Regions from separate parts of the Mus musculus genome. Here region 1 is linked to region 2. Evidence: chromatin contacts called from public HiChIP or PLAC-seq data. All regions are on one chromosome and are shown on one strand. The core of a region is the stretch at or near the end of the contact, and the rest is flanking DNA. Distances in the headings are between cores, read along the strand shown. Region 1 holds the start of Zcchc4 (zinc finger, CCHC domain containing 4). Region 2 has its middle 15 kb from the start of Sepsecs.

Evidence for each region. HiChIP or PLAC-seq counts read pairs in DNA pulled down with a chosen protein or histone mark.
Region 1: a contact with region 2 is called in an H3K4me3 HiChIP or PLAC-seq map of intestinal villus epithelium, with 8 read pairs. The contact joins the promoter of Zcchc4 here to the enhancer-like site in region 2. A contact is called at or near these places in 4 of 39 promoter capture datasets (the 3T3-L1 cell line, cranial neural crest and hematopoietic stem and progenitor cells), 8 of 484 Hi-C or Micro-C datasets (CD4 T cells, the HL-1 cell line, brain and 5 more), 2 of 115 datasets of contacts at active chromatin or transcription factors (embryonic stem cells and intestinal villus epithelium) and 3 of 9 other capture datasets (adipose tissue, liver and pancreatic islet).

The regions. Positions count from the first base shown.
Region 1 is chr5:52,780,461-52,785,878 of GRCm38.p6, reverse strand. It overlaps Zcchc4 (zinc finger, CCHC domain containing 4), which reads right to left and starts at 2,824. Exons shown (of 13, transcript NM_001308144.1): 1 at 2,665-2,824; 2 at 1,772-1,890; 3 at 699-781. The coding sequence starts at 2,788.
Region 2 is chr5:52,682,546-52,687,786 of GRCm38.p6, reverse strand. No RefSeq gene overlaps it. Among named protein-coding and RNA genes, the nearest start is that of Sepsecs, 15 kb to the right of the region's middle. Within about 2 kb of position 2,081, at least 2 of the 459 cell types and tissues checked have an H3K27ac peak or open chromatin away from gene starts, as enhancers often do. A contact at or near this core is called in intestinal villus epithelium, where this site is marked.

The DNA of each region.
Region 1 (5,418 bases), core at 1,575-4,074, 97 kb before region 2:
GAACAGATACTGCTCTTCCAGTGGACCTGGGTCTATTCCGAGCATGAATGTGGTGGCTTACAATAATCTTTAATTCCAGTTTCATGGGATCCAATGCCCTTTTTTGGCCTCCATAGGTACAAGGTACAAATATATTACACAGACCTACATGAAGGCGGAATACTCATAAAGAACATGGATGTACCTTGGAAACATACTAAATGTAAAAATCATAGATATCAAGAACAAATAAAGCCAGGCCGTGGTGGCACACGCCCTTAATCCAAGCACTTGGGAGGCAGAGGCAGGCGGATTTCTGAGTTCAAGGCCAGCCTGGTCTACAGAGTGAGTTCCAGGACAGCCAGGGCTACACAGAGAAACCCTGTCTCGAAGAAAAAAAAAAGAACAAATAATATATGAATAATGAATAATATATGAATAATCAAATTCACAGCCACAATGAGGTCACCAAGGTTTGGAGTAAATAGAATAAGGAGTTATTACTTCATTGTGAAAATTTTCTGATTTTTTTTGATGTGATTAAAAATGTTTAGAACACAGAAGAAACAGTTGCACAAATTGTGAATAAAATCAATACCAGTGAATTGTACACTTGCAAATCATTAAAATGGAAAGTGTAAAAAAAAATAAATGAAGGTAAGTTTAAAAAGCAACATCACTGACAAAGCAATAAGGAAAAGAAGACATCATACCAATACCTTTCTATGCATTGTGCCCGGGATAGAGGAGGCTGGCATTTTTGATTATGAATTTCTCGGGCAGCAAGTCTAGCTTCTGACAACTGAAAGACAGAACAAACGTTTGTGTATTTGTTTGTTTGTTTGTTTGTTTATCAGAAGGGCAGAACACACCATCAATATTACTCCCTCTTTATCTAGAACTTCCCAATCTCTAGAACTCTTGTGAAATAAATAACTGTTGTTTTTCAATATTCTCATTACCAACTAGAAGTTGCAAGGAGTAATGGCACACTCAGGAGGCAGAGGCAGGTGGAGCTCTGTGAATTTGAGTTCAACCTGGTCTACATAGTGACCCAGGACAGTCAGAGCTACACAGGAAGATACCAAAAACTAACCAAAAACAAACCAAAAGAAACTAATAAATAGCAAAACTGAAGTTGTAAGTTGACTACCCAATACTAACACATCAAATCTTATAGGGAACTAATTTTCATTTAAGACAATAACACATCTGTATCAAAGTTCAGAGTTAAGTATTAACTTTAATGCCCAGAATTTAAAAACAAAATCCAAAGCATGAAATTTTCATCCCTCCTAAGATATTTATCTTGGGGTGAGAGAGATGGCCCAGTAGTTGAGATCAAACACTACCTTAAGACCTAACTCTATTTAAAACACCCACATCAGGAGGTTCATAACTGACTGTAACTGCAGTTCTAGGGGATCGGAGGATCTCTTCTGATATCCATGGGTACTTGCACTCATGTGTGCATACCAATAAATAGGTGCACACACATATACACATAATTAATCATTAAGCTGGGCAGTGATGGCACACATTTATAATTCCAGGACTCAGGGGGCAAAGGCAGGCCAGCCTGGTCTACAGAATCAGTTCCAGGACAGCCAGGGCTACACTGAGAAACAATGTCTCAAAAAAAAAAAAAAAAAAAAAAAAAAAAAAAAAAAAAGGAAAAAAAAAATCTTTAAAAATACCAAATGCACTAAAATAAAGAAATCCTTTTATATAATGCTTAAACTTCATGTTTACTGGTTCATTCTCCGTAAAACTAGCCAAAATGTTACTGTACCTTTTCATCTTCCCACTGAAAAAAGTTACAGTCTTTTCTATCTCTACAGGCTGAGCAGGCATAAAACTTTCGTGTTTCTTCCTTCCCTTGGTTCACTTTTACAAAGAGAAGAGTAGGCCCTAGTTCCAGAATAGGAAGAAAAAATAAGTATCAAGCAGTAGTCTACACCAAGTTTCTCTGCCTTAAATAAAACTTATTTAGGCATTATACATAATTTATAATTCAATGTACTATCCTCTTTGATAAATCTTATTTTCTTCCATTGCAACACTGATGCATTTGAATATTAGAAATAATTTTTAAAACTGCTCTCTTCAAAAAGAAAATGCTTTCTGTTTACATTACAATAGTCAACAGCTGGGGTCCATGACGAAAGTATGCTTAAAAGAACAAACGCGAATAAAACAAGGGGGAAAGCCCGGAGAACTGCAAGGTTTGCCGTTACCATTTTCAGTGAAACCCTGAGCTTTACAGTTGGAAAGCCGCAAGAAGTAAACTTAATTAGGCTTCCAGGGTTTTGTTGTTTATTCTAACTTCAAAACAATAAAACCCCATCAATTCAACAAATTAAATTCCGCTAAGAACTTGTCAGCAAGAAGCCTTCAGCCCCGTGCATTCTACGTTCGGCTTTCTCCCTAACCTGTCCCCCAAAGCAGAGATGCTAACAGCTCTGGAGACAAAGCTCCAGCAGCCAGGACCTCTCTGGGGGTTTACTAAATAGAGTGACAAACACTTTCTGAAACCGGGTGTTATTCACGCATCACACAAGGTAAGGAAGAGGGGGTGGGAAAAAGCCTTCTCTTCCAGACACAAATCCGAAAAACCCGCAGAGCACCTAGCCCAAGCCTCGCCATTGGCGCCGCCGGCAAGGCTGAGCGCAGACGCCGACCCACCGTGCGGGCACAGCGGGGCAGGAGCCGTGGGGTTCGAGGGAAGCGCCACCTCTACCCCGGACGCCCTACGCCCCGCGTCGCCATCACCCTCCAGGGACTCAAGACAGTCCATGGGCGCCGCCATCTTTCTGCCGAAGTCCCGAAAGCCTCTGTCCCAACCAAGGAGGCGGAGAAAGAGCGCCGCCGCGGCACGCGGAACCCACAGCGCCCCACGCGTCCTGGAGGAGCCATGCCGCCGTCAGACCCAGAGTGAGAAACTAAGCAGGACACCCACCCACCCACCCACCCACCCACCCACACACACACCCGTGGGGGTTCTGGGGTGAAGCTGGAAGGCCTATGCCAAGAGAGCACCTATAACCAGGAGAAGAGATGAATCTTTAGAACAAAGATCTGATTAGATTATAGATCCAAAAGAGCAACAAAGAGGTAAACAATGGCTGAACCACACAGCACAGCAGCTCTATTGCGTTTAACAATGCCAAAGAACTGTCTAGTCTTTTGGTTTGGTTCTGTTCTGTTCTGTTCTGTTCTCTGACAGGGTTTCATGTAGTCCAGGCTAGCCTCTAACTCCCCAGTAGCAGAGTGTAGCCTGGAACTCCTAATCTTTTGCCTCTACCTCCCAAATGCTGGGGTTACAAACACATGCCTCACCATGCCTGGAGCTCATCTAACACTTGCTCTTACACGTAATTATTGAATTCTCGTTCTCGTTTGTACCTCAGGAAAAGAATGTCGCCATTTGCCAGTGGCAGTTGTCTACATAAAAAATATCAAAGAATGTACACTTTTTAAATAACTTCTAGGTTAACTTGAGTTTGGTAAGTTTCAGGATATGAGACTAACATACCCTGGCAGTGATTGTCTAAACATAAAATTTAGAATACCACTTAGAATTTCCAAGCAAAAGAAGCATGTATTTGTTTAACGTACACAGGTCTCATGAGCAGAAAACTAGAAAATGTGGTTGAAAAAAAAATCAAGAAAGATCTAAATAAATGTGGAAGCGTGGTCTGTTCATTACACGGGAAACGGAACACAGTAAAGATGCCACCTCCTACCAGGTTAAGTGCAGACAGGTTGAGTGCAGTTTCTAGCAAAATCTCAGCCAGATATACAAAGTATTATTCTGAATTTTATAGGGAAAGGCAAAGAAATGGCTAAAATAATTTTAAAAGAAAATAACCAAGTGGGAGAGATCAGTCTATCTAATTCCAAACAGTGGTAGTAGTAGTCAAGGCTCATTCATACACACATCTGTCAATGAAATTGCAAATTGTAACACGCGTACATGCGTGTATACACACATGCACATGCACACACTCTGATCTGAATAAGGTACATGAGGAGGTATATAATTATGATAATAAAGCAGCCTTCAAAAATGATACAGTCTTCTCTTTTCTGAGGAAAAACTTTGGTGAGAAAAATCCCACACCTTAGATTTAGGTACACAGTTATTCACCAGTTTACAACAGGCACAAATTCTAGAAACTCTGCCACTAGGGGATTTTATTGCATAGGCATTAGAGTAAAATTTAAAAAACTGGGGAGGCTACAACATCACCAAGATCCTAGGTTTTAGGGTTTTTTTTTTGCGGGTGGGGTGGGGGAACATTTACGTACACATCCCATCGGTAACTGGAATGTTATGAGGTGTTAACTATGGTTGATAGACATCTATGTATTTATTTGCTAACAGGGTTATGATAATCATCAGTAAGTTATGAGTGTTTTTATTGCCTAATAGAGTCTTTACTTCATACTGGGAAATACTGGGGGCAGAAATACTCTGAAATCCTTGGAAGGATTCTGATGGAAACTGAAAATAGACCCGAGCACAGGGGTGGACTCTGGCTGCCTGTCCTGTCACTCAGAGTTTGATCCTAAGACCCAATGAATTCGGAAACTCTTCCCACAGAGTCTCTGGACAAATCAGTAAAATCCTACAAGTACCAGGAAGACTATCCCATTATCCTCAGAGAACTCCACTCTCCAAATCTCCTTCAAACACAATGAGTGAAGCCAGATCTTTTGTAGAGAATGTCTTAGCATTGTCTCTATCTTCTGGTTGAAAAACTTTGGTCCTATCAAACACAAGCAACAGAGATGACTGATACGACAGTCATCATGATGGAGATGTGTAGTCACTACTGGGGCATCCTTTTCCACAAGGATGGTGTTTTCTGCAACAAGTAGCTCTGCCTATTAGCCTTCCCTGTAAATTTCCAGATGCTTGGTAGAATATGGTCTTTTGCTTTACCACTCCAGTCACAGATGTAAAAGTACTTTTTATTTGCCTATCCAACTGTTGTCTGGAAGGATTATGGTCTCAATCTGCTGACCTAGGCCTGGTCCTGGAAGCTTCTGGCCTCCATATATCTGGACTTAGAATGTTTTCAGCTTCTGAGACTTCTTGGTGAATAAGCTCACCCTTTCTTGTTCTTTCTGAACTCTAACTGCCTGTTCAACCCAGCAGTTCTGGCTCACAAACTCCTTTCCAAGCTGACTGATTTGATCTGGTTTCTCTTCCTTGGCCTTTCCTGAATGGTTCTGCTTGACCTCATACTAATTTTGGCAATCTGTTCTAATCTTGTGTCTCCTCATTCACTGGCTCGTTCTGTCTTCATCTGTGTCTGGCTTGTTCTCTCTGCAACTAGTCTCTGTACAACTGTCCCAATGAAACTGCCTCCTTCCTCTCTTTCTGTGTTCTTTTGCTCTCCCTCCCAAACACCCTGTTCAAATACCCTGCAA
Region 2 (5,241 bases), core at 832-3,331:
AGCGAAGGGGATTCTAGGAGTATGTGGAGAGTACCCGGAACTCCAGTCTCCAATAGCAACCTGGGAATAAATTGAGGACTTATTTTATACAAGTGGCTAGGCTGGCACAGGGATGAATAGGAAGCCTGGGGTTGATCTTTAGGAGATCAAAACTGGAGAGAAGTCTCAATTTCTGCTTTTCCTTGCTTTGTTCTCAGCCAGTCCTGCAAAGCAACCCTTAATGTATCCTCCAAACCTCCTTTCCACCCCAAGACTAATGCCTCTTTCCTGATAATCCTGCCCCATTTTCTGCCTTTTAGCACTGGGGATCAAATCAGGACCTTGCAGACACTGGGTATACACACTATAGCTGAACTGAACGACAGGTCTTCCTGTCCCTTTCTTAGGTAGAAGTGGACACTTGCAGATTTTCTTTCCTAAAAGCAATGTGATCCTATCATGTTAACTGGTAGGAAGACTTTCCCTCTGGTTTTAAGGAAGAAACTCAAGCTCCTTACTAAGGCTCTTTACTTTCATTACCCTGCTGGCTCCCCAGGCCTGCCCACAGTAGAATTCTTTAATCCAGGCATTCTCTTGCTAATTTCTAGGTGTGTTAGCTCCTTTTCCTGTTGCTGTAATAAAATATCCTGACAAAAACAATTTAAGGGAGAATGAGTCTCTTCTGGCTCACAGTTCAATGTCACAGTCCATCATAGTGGGGAAGTCACGTCACCAGGAGCTCCAGACAGCTACTCATGTCAAGAAGCAGAGAGCAATGAATGCTTGTGCCCAGCTAGCTTTCAGATATGCAGCCTAGGGAATGGCACCACCTGCAGTGGCAGTGAGCAAATCTTCTCATTCCACTCAACCTAATCAAAATAATCCCTGAAGGCATGTCTGGAGGCTTGTCTCCCAGGGGATTCTAGATTTTATTTAGTTGACAACACAGACTAAAGATCATACCGGACCTCTATGTTCCAAGCAGCTGTTCCCCCTACAATATATCCTCAACTCTCATTCTGTTAGCTAAGACTTCAAGACACCACCCCATCTTCTCTTACTGCACCCTATGTGAAGGTATCTCCTACCTGTGCTTTCTCCTCTATCACATACACTGTGCCTGAGTCCTAAGTGTCTCAGTGAATCAGACTGCAAGAACTTGGATTCCTCTTTGCCCGCTCAGCACCTGGTGGGGTCCCAGGCACCTGCTACATGCCCAGTGTTTGCTGACTGGACTTGAACAAGTGCTTCTGCAAGATCATAATAAATAAGACAAGAGTGGCTTATTCAGGGACAGCTGTAATGTGCATCTATCTCTATGTAATCCCTACTTGGCTTCTAATACTGCACTTAGAAAAATTGTCATGGGCAATTGAACACCTCATGGTTCCTGACTGATGTATGGGAGTGGTATGCTCTCAGAAAGGAGACAAGGTTTATTATCTGTGAGGAAATCAAAACACAAGTCTTCGGTATAATGCTGCCTCTCCATGATATGAACACTGGTGTTCAAGTGGCACATGTATAGAAGGTGTATGTGCTAGCAGATTGAATATTTACATAAGTACATAAGTACAAAGTTTACAACCTGTGATTTTGTTGAACCCTTTGCCTTATTTTGACTCAGTTTTGCTTAACAGATTAAAAATCAGTTTCCATGGGCTACTATAAAAAGAATGCTACAAGTACGGTAGTTTCAGACGTATTCTCTGGAGCTGCAGAGATGGCTCAGCATCAGGAGTGCTTTGTTGATCTTCCTGAGGACCTGAGTTCGGTTCCCAACATCCCTGTGGAACAGCTTACAATCCACAACACCAATACCCTATTCTGGCCTCTGAAGGGCAACTACCCACCTGTGGCAGATACTCACACATACATGTACACTCAAACAAACAAGCAAGCAATCTGTCCTTTCACAATTCTGGAGGCCAGAGACCCAAAATCAAGGTACCAGCCATCTGTATCATCCCATGAAAGATCCAAGAGAGAGTTCCACAGCCTCTTCCAGCTTTGGTGACTTCAGACAGCCTTTGACCTATGACCGCATGGCTCCAACATTTATGTTTTACAGGACTTTCTCCTCTTCTGCTCCTATAGGGATACTTAGCATTGGACTAAGGTAATTATCTAAATAGTCCACAGTGACCTAATCTTGAGGCACTTAATTATACCTGTAAAGAGTTGGGTTTTTTCCAAGTGAGGTTATACTGATTGAAACATATTTTGAGGGCCACAATTCACCCCTCTATCAGTAGTCATTGTTTGTTTGTTTGTTTGTTTGTTTGTTTGTTTGTTTTGAGACATGGTTCATAGCCCAGGCTGATCTTGAACTCCCTGTGTATCTGAGAATGACTTAAGCTCCCCTTCTCCTCTCTCTACCTCTCAGGGGCTGGAATCGCAGGTATATGCCACCACACCTGGCAAACGATCCATTTTGAATATTATATAATCTGCCAAGGCCACTAGGACGATACCAGTTTGCCTTATTATATTATCTTAATTGCAAAGAGCTACCTAGCTTACACAAGAGCGGTGGTCTTCAGTTTGGAAAGGGCCACAAGTTGGGAAGCACACGTGGAAGTGCTTAGAGGTGACTCTGAATGAAGAAGAAGACGACAGAGCAGCACAAATAAGAAACAGGAGCTTGTGGCATCTGTCAGCACATCCAACAACATAAATGGCTGTTTAGATATGGCTCCCTTTCAGACTTCAGTGGCAGTTTACTTACCTGTCAACGTGGGGACTCACATACACCTTCATTTATTGAAACACTATTATTTGTTCCTCCTCTAGGTGACAGCAGCTGAGAATACAATGGTGAGCCAGCAGGATCATGGTCCCTTTCAGTTATTAATTCCCTTTAGTTGGATTGTTATATGGGTAGAAGGCACTAATTCAAATATAGGGTCTCCTATAGCAGTTATGATTTTATTACTAGCCTTAAACCCTGTTAGATCCAAATGTCTATGATTACAGCAAGATGACTGGCACTTGGTCTTACTTGTTGAAGATCTCCAGCTTTGAGGTAGCTGTGGGACAGCTGAGTCTTCCATTCTGTTACTTTGCCTGTCCTCATCTAATTTAGGTAACTCTTCACATCTCAACCATGATCGAATCTCTGCATTTTCAAAGCAAAAAGAAGGAAGGGAAAATTCCAAACTCTAATTCTAAAAATGGCCCAGTCAGCAGACCTCAGACTTTCTTGGGACAAAGCTGCTCTTTCCAATGGTATTGGGAAACATTGTTTAGGTCTCACGGTTTTGTTGTTTTGTTTTGTTTTTAAAGCTTATTCATTTTGTATGTATGCGTCTTTTTCCTGTATGTCTATTTGTATGTGTACCACCTGCCTGCCTGTGGAGATCAGAAAAAGAGGTGTCACATCCTCTGAAACTAGAGTCTCGGGTAGTTGTAAGCCTCCATGTGGATGCTGGGGTTGCACTTTCTGGTCCTTTGCAGAGCAGCAAGTGGTCTTAACTGCTGCGCCATCTCTTTCATCCCAGGTCTTGGGATTGTTAAACCCAAACACAAATGTTTCTTTTCCTTTCCGCTAAGATCAAGCATCCTTCCTGCTCCTTACCTTCTATATCTTCTGTCCAAGGGCAATAGATTTGAAGCCCTAGAAAGGTTTACCCCATACAGATGTTACTATAATGCTTTCCTGAGTACACAGTACCTATAAACATGCACTGCTCTGGTGTGTAAGTTTTTAAGAACCCAAATGCAACATTGTTTCACATAAGCTTGGAATTCTCTTGATGTTTTTCTCACCTGCCAGTGGGCCATTTGCCTGTTCACTTGTACTTCAACTCCATGCCGCCCTAACATCATGAACTGTTCCTAAGCTCTAAAGAACTTGGAATGTATTTTTCAAAAGTACATTTTCTGACATTCAAAAAATTTCGCGAACCCCACCATTTGCCTAGGGGCAGATGATTTAAAGCTCTCCCCTGTGATAACTGGGAAGCTGGGAAGCTGATGTGTGAGCCCACAACATTGTTATTCCATAGAGCCGCTTCAGAGGAGAGAGCTAGTTAAGGGAATATTTCCCTTCTAATGTTTAATGCCTGCTGGAATAAGCCAAAACACCCAATGTTCTTTGTATTCGAAGGTGACACCAGTACCAGCTTGGCTGTCAGATGCTGTCAGTCCTCAGCTTTGGAAGCAATGTCATCACGCTTTTAGTTGGCTCAGCATGTCTTTGAAGCATGGCTGGGCTGTCTCTTCCACGGCTCACTGTTCAGCCAAATTGCACTATTTCGGCAGGAAGTCGGCTAACTACTTTAAAAGCTAGTGGGACAGTCCTTTTCCTTGTTGAAGATTTAAGCCTGTGCTTTCTAAAGTGTTTCTCAGAGAAACATCGTCAACCTCCCCTGGGGGGGGGGGGGTTGGTCACAGTGCAGAGTAGATTCCCATACCTCATCTGCAGACCAATAGACTCTGAAACTCTGGGACCCGACTCAGGTGAACTGTACTTGAAACACGGTCCCATGGTGACCCCTCTACCCTGATGGGTCTGGTGCCTGAGTTGAGGGTTCCACACTCAGCACCCCTGCTTGGATCACTCATCTGTCTCTGTTTACACGTGGGCCATCAGTTTTCAAATGCCAGTTGCCAGAGCGTCTCCACGGGGAAGGCACATTCATCTGATGCCAGCCTTCCTCCCAACGCTTCCCCCTTAAATAAAAGCCTGTACAGTCGAATGTCTTCCTAAATGACCAGGTAGATCCTGAGCAAAGAAAACAACCTTATTCCAAATGTAAATGTATTCTGAAAGAAGACAAGCTGAATAGTGAGAGCTAAATTGTGTGTGGTCTTCAACAGCAAGAGAAAAAACCTTCAATTTGGGGAATAGATAGAACCCTTTCTGGTGTCTAGTAAGAAAACACAAACAATGACCCGCTGGGATCGTCCTTCTGGGATAAGTGGACTCCAGGTCCAGCCAGGGCATGTTGCTCTTTCCTCTGCTTCCGTAGATACCATCCCTCCTGCTCAGAGCAGAACTTTTCTCCTAACCACAGCCACAATTCTGTTCAACCAGTGTGTGTGTGTGTGTGTGTGTGTGTGTGTGATTTTGTTTGTTTGTTTGGGGTTTTTTTGTTTTCTTTTTAGACAGGGTGTCTTGGCTGCCTAGCAAGTCCTACATATTCACATGTCCCTGCTTGCCCAGTGCTGGAGCCTGTGTGACATGCCTGGCTTTTTATATAAGTTCATAGGGACTGAGCTAGTCCTCATGCTTGCCAGGCAAGCACTGAACTGCTATCA